2 separate regions of the Mus musculus genome follow, and region 1 is linked to region 2. A link is a contact called in public promoter capture Hi-C data. All regions are on one chromosome and are shown on one strand. The core of a region is the stretch at or near the end of the contact, and the rest is flanking DNA. Distances in the headings are between cores, read along the strand shown. Region 1 overlaps Rps6kc1 (ribosomal protein S6 kinase polypeptide 1). Region 2 holds the start of Smyd2 (SET and MYND domain containing 2).

The links. Promoter capture Hi-C pulls out the DNA fragments that hold promoters and counts their contacts.
Region 1: a promoter capture Hi-C map of trophoblast stem cells shows a contact between it and region 2, with 5 times the contacts expected there. The contact joins the enhancer-like site here to the promoter of Smyd2 in region 2. A contact is called at or near these places in 9 of 39 promoter capture datasets (the 3T3-L1 cell line, the C10 cell line, cranial neural crest and 5 more), 1 of 15 datasets of contacts at CTCF or cohesin (stem cell-derived epiblast-like cells) and 11 of 115 datasets of contacts at active chromatin or transcription factors (acute myeloid leukemia, bone marrow-derived macrophages, cardiomyocytes and 7 more).

The regions. Positions count from the first base shown.
Region 1 is chr1:190,776,536-190,779,235 of GRCm38.p6, reverse strand. All of the region lies in intron 14 of Rps6kc1 (ribosomal protein S6 kinase polypeptide 1), which reads left to right. Among named protein-coding and RNA genes, the nearest start is that of Gm39738, 17 kb to the right of the region's middle. Within about 2 kb of position 1,400, at least 12 of the 459 cell types and tissues checked have an H3K27ac peak or open chromatin away from gene starts, as enhancers often do. A contact at or near this core is called in trophoblast stem cells, where this site is marked.
Region 2 is chr1:189,920,895-189,923,594 of GRCm38.p6, reverse strand. It overlaps Smyd2 (SET and MYND domain containing 2), which reads left to right and starts at 1,304. Exons shown (of 12, transcript NM_026796.2): 1 at 1,304-1,488. The coding sequence starts at 1,316.

The DNA.
Region 1 (2,700 bases), core at 151-2,650, 860 kb before region 2:
CAGCAGATGGAAGCTGTCTTTGAAATGAGTTTAATACAGTTTGGATATTTCCATTATGTTTAAAATAATAGTCTTAAAATACATCTTAGTGGGCTGGAGAGGAGACAGTGCTTAGGAGCACTGGCTGCTCTTTCACAGGACCCGTGTTCAGTTCCCAGCACCCATGTGGCAGCTCACAGCCACCTATAACTTCAATTCCAGTGGATCTAACACCCTTTTCTGGCCTCTGTGGACAACTGGCTTAAATATGGGGCACATACATACACATACGGGCAAAACAGTCAATCATATATATTAAATAAAACAATCTAAAACCCCCCACTTCACAAGCTTCTAATCTAAATGTTCTTTGAACAATTAAAGCTTTAATTAACAGTTTTATGTTGATTTACAATGCTAGCAAAATAATTCCAAGTAAAAATTTATTAGTATTTTGTTTGTTTGTTTGTTTGTTTGTTTACTTTTGAAACAGGGCCTTACCATGAAGCTCTGGCTAGCCTCAAACTGTAAGACCAGGCCGACTTTGAACTTAGAGTAGCCCTACTGTCTTTGCCACCTGAGTGAGAGGATTAGGTGTGTAAAAGTGTGTGTGCGGCACTCTTCTGTGGTTGGTAACACCAAAGATAAAGAATGGGTTCTCAGACTTTGTGGCTACACATTTGGAGGCTCTTTATGCTATGGGTGTGGTATGGGTTCTGGAGTTGATGTGCTTAAATTAAAATTCTCACTTGGCAGCTTAATGCCTGGATAATCTTAAGCAAGTTACTGATTTCTTGGAGTCTCTGTTTTCTCTTTATGAAAGGAATGAAGGATAGGTTTCCATAGAGTTACAGTCAGTTCCTAAGTTAACCTGTGTTATACAGCCAGTCTCCTGCCTGTGGGCAGAAGCTTAACTGGTTGACAGGCAAGCTATAGAGACATGGAGGCTAAGCTTAAAATCAAAACCAACAAACAGAGATGTCAGAAGTGCATTGCAGATAGTGCAGTGTATGTGTGTGTGTGTGTGTGTGTGTGTGTGTGTGTGTGGTGAGGTGTGTGTATCAGCAGACTTTCAAAGCTGGCTGAAGTGGGTTACCAGACAAAGAAACAGACTGACAGCTATGATAGTTTGTGGGCAGAAACTTGAGGAAATTGGGTTATGAAACCTAGCTGAAGCACAACAGTGGATGCAGAGAAAAGCACCATTGATGGACGTTGTCTTAGGTGACCCCAGATGTGGGACTTAACAAGACTCACAAGTCACTATGAAGATTGTCAGAGAACTAAGGTGTCAACTGTGAACTAAGTAGGTTTCAAACTGAAAGCTTAAGGGAGAGCAGGTTGGGGCCTAGCTTGAGAAGTTCACTGAGTGGAAGAAAGAAGTCCCTGGGGATGCAGCGTCACATCCGAGACAGACTCCGGAGCCTTGGGCAGTGGGAGTGGCTAGTCTGAAACAGACCAGATCTGTGAAGAACAGTGGACAGGGCCAGAGGGGTCTGAGAGGCAATATTTTCCTTTCAAATGTGCCGATGTACCTGAAGCAAGACTCCAGAAGAAAACAGAGCAGGGAAAAGTCTCAGAAGTACTTGAAGCGATAGCAACTGAAAATGTTCCTGGCTTCCTGAGCAACATGGAAGAAACTTAGCAGACTGCACAGAGAAGAACGAGAGTCACAGGCAGACACACTGATGCAGATCGATGGAAGGCAGAAAGAGAGGGAAAATGTGGAGCCAGGAAGAGAGAAACTGAAAACTGTTCCCAGGGGCTGGGGTGGGGGTGGGGCGCAGTAATGCTTGTTTCTTCATCAGCCCAACAAAGAATGGAGGGCACTGTAAGCGCATGCGTGCTGTGGAAGGGAATAGCACTCAGCCAGGATTCAGAAAAAGTGTTTTTCATAAAAGGTGAAATAAAGACACTACCAGAAAAAGAATGACTCAGTAACTGGCAGCCAGGGATGCACATGTAGGAGCTAGGGACTCTCTCAGGGTGGAGGGAGTGGTGGACTTAGGTCTGAGCATGCAGTGAACAGAGTACAGTGAGAGACAAGTTAAAAAAAAACCCAACTCTAAATGTATTTCTCCTATTCATCTTCCCCACCTCTTATAAAAGATACAGAATGTGTAGTAATAATTATGAGACAGCATTGTTATCACATACACAGATGCACACACTCATATATGTATATATCTTTGTGTAAGTCCATTCTTCATCCACAAATTCAAACAACAAACCAAATATGTATATATTCTAAAATCTATGCTATCTGGACTTGGCAGTTCACACAGCACAGCTCAGCATGTGGAATATCAAGATAGGAGGATTACCATGAATTCAGGGCCAGCCTGGGCTACATATTGAGTCATTTCAGGCCAATCTGAGTCATAGTATGAGACAATGCTTCAAAAAAGGAAAGCTATGTGCATGATTTTCTTGTCACCTCTCTCAGTACAGTGCCATGCAGGGCCTGTGTGCGTATCGGTTACATTGTGTTGTGAGTTAAAGTTCTCCGAGATGATTCGAGTGTATAGGAGGACATGCCGATACATTTCTGCAAACACTGTCAGGGACTTGAGCCCCATGGGTCTTGATATTCATGCAGGCTCTACAACCAGGACCCCATAGATACCAAAGGGTAACTCTGCCTAGCATTAGTAGAGGGACAGAGTTGGACCACGGTGGAAGAAAACTCTTGCCAGTTACTGCGTTAGTACTATTCTGAAG
Region 2 (2,700 bases), core at 55-2,554:
TGTTAAATAAGCACATTAGCTCAATGGTACCCAGTAATGAAGGGTTATTATTACGTGGAATTGAAGGATCCAGGCCTACACTTTGTCCAAGTTTATAGTCCAGTGATGTCCATGGTTACTAAAATGGATACATGGACCTACAAGATAGTTCAGAGTATAAAGGCACCTACCACCAAACCTGACAGACAAATCAGACACAGGCCCCATGTGGTAAAAGGTGAGAACCCACTCCTGCAAGTTGCCCTCTGACCTCTACACATGTTTCCAGCACACATACAGGGGTATGCTCGCACACATGCACTCATACTTACAAAAAAAAAGGGTAATAATAAAAAATAAAAATGGGCCAAAGAACCCATACCCACGGTGCCCTTTCCTTGGAGGAAGGCTTATTCATATTATCACTAAAGAAATTTTATTCACGGGTTCCAAATCCCCCATTCTATGATTTGCCCTGTGAACGAAAGCTGGAGAGAAAAAAAAAACAAACCTGCAGCTGGCACTGACCCTCTTTCTGCAAAGCTAATTAACCGACTTGAACTTCAACCTTTGCGGAGAGGCTGCAATGTCTGGAGCTTATTGGCAGTTTTCCTTGGGCCCTCTCCAGTTCCCTTAATAGCTACCCGTTGCCTATCCTGTGTCTAACCTACCAGCTCGTGAATAACAGGTAAAACCGCCTGGAACATAATCAAGCCATACATTGAGAGTGCAGTCAGATTGCATCTGAGGCCTGTAGCTGAGGTTCCCTCCCTTCTGCAGCCAGCCTACCTGGGGGGTCCCACCGACATATTTTTGACGTCTTGATTTATGACTTTCTTTTTCTGTTATTATGGAATTTTTTTTAATCAAATTGTTACAACGTTGGAACGTAGACTTTGGGGTAACCCAAACCTGGCCATGACCCCTCCTATTGGCTCCAGAATGAACTCTCTCTAAGTTCCCTGGGAGGTGAGAACTGTGTTTTTTAGCACGCACAGCTCAACTGCAAACCACACTCATTCATTCCCTGCTCCACCACCCGGGATCTTAGTGGGGACGCTGTCTGCGGGCACAGCGGGTGGTGGCCTGGGTGGCTTGGGACTCCAGCCTTCCTCACCGGGCAGCGCAGCCTGGCGGGTGCAGGCGGACTCCCGTGCGCGCGCCCTGCGCACCGCCCTCCCGCCCCGCGCTCCGGGGCGCGGCCAGGGCACAGCACCCGCCCCGAGCAGAGCGCCGAGTTCCTTGAAGGCCGGCGGCCGCGGCAGACCTGCCTTCGCTCCCTCCCTCCCTCCCGTGACGCGCGTGCCCCGCAGCGCGCAGCCGCAGCGCCGCCAGCATGCGCGCCGAGGCCCGCGGCGGCCTGGAGCGCTTCTGCAGTGCGGGCAAGGGCCGGGGGCTCCGCGCGCTGCGGCCCTTCCACGTGGGCGACCTCCTCTTCTCCTGCCCGGCCTACGCCTGCGTGCTCACCGTGGGCGAGCGGGGCCACCACTGCGAGTGCTGCTTCGCCAGGTACGCGGGGACCGTGCGGGCGGGAGGGGCCACGCGGAGCCACGTGCGCCGCGTCCGCTGAGCCACGGCCTGCCCCGCAGCCGGACCTGCGCCGCCCCACGCGTGTCCGTTCTAGCTTAGGTTCTCTGTGGTCCCGAGGCCTCCCGAGCTGTCCTGAGATGGGCGGCTCCCCCACCCCCTAGGGAGTGATGACCCGATCAGCCAGGGACGCTTCCGGTCATTCTGGAGGAGGGAAGCTATGGAACAGACACGCCTATGAGACTGGGCTCCGTGGATTGGGATGAGGGGACACAGTTTGTTGGGAGAATATTTGATTGTACTACTTCATACATGTCCTGAGTGTGTAGATGCTGTATCCACGGCCACATGCTAAGCCTTAAGGTAGTTGCGGATCAGGAAGGTGCGTTGGGATTCCCCCATCCCACCCTGTGTCTTCATTTTACAGACACACTTTATCTTAAAGGCCGAGAAGAGATCATTTTACTGTTGGGACACTAAAGCCCAGAGAGGAAGGGTAGCTGTGTATACACAAGGCACTAATTAGGGGCTGGAGCCTGGCCTGTCAGGACTGACACGTCCCGCCCACCCACTTCCTTGCTTCCTAAGTTTGCTGAGGTAGGGGGTCTGGCTTTGGAGTTGAGCCTGTCCCAGGCCATCTGTGGATGCCTGAGGAAGGAACCCTGCCTGACTTGCTTTGAAGGTCAGTGTCATCACCTTTGAAGTGGAGATGGTGGGCTAGATTAAGCTAACCTGGGGTTCTGCAGGTACCTCTTGCGGGCTGCCCCCAGTCCTGCACTCCACGAAGCTCTCAGCCTCCCAGACTCGTGCGCCTCGTTCTACAATAAGACAACAAAAGAATGGACAAAGGTTGCATATTAGAGTAATCTCGGCCGGACTCCCTGCCAGAACTGTCTTCCGCTGGGGGGGACCTGGAAAGGAACTAGACGCAGAAGCGTGCCGTGGGCAGCGGAAGGGCTGTATGTGATGTGCCTCTTTGAATTGGCGAGCCAAGAGCTAAAGGGTCATGGCACCACTTTGCGACGTTTGAGTGAAGTGAGCATTGGGTTTTCCCAAAGTTAAAAAGGCTGCTGCAACTGGTCCCTTGATCTTCTGAGCCTCGCTGTGGCTGGGAGTCTGCAGCAGTGTGGGTGTCTGCAGTAAAGGAGCAAAGCGGGTCACCCAGCACAGAGGGGGCCTCCGTCAGGGGTCCTG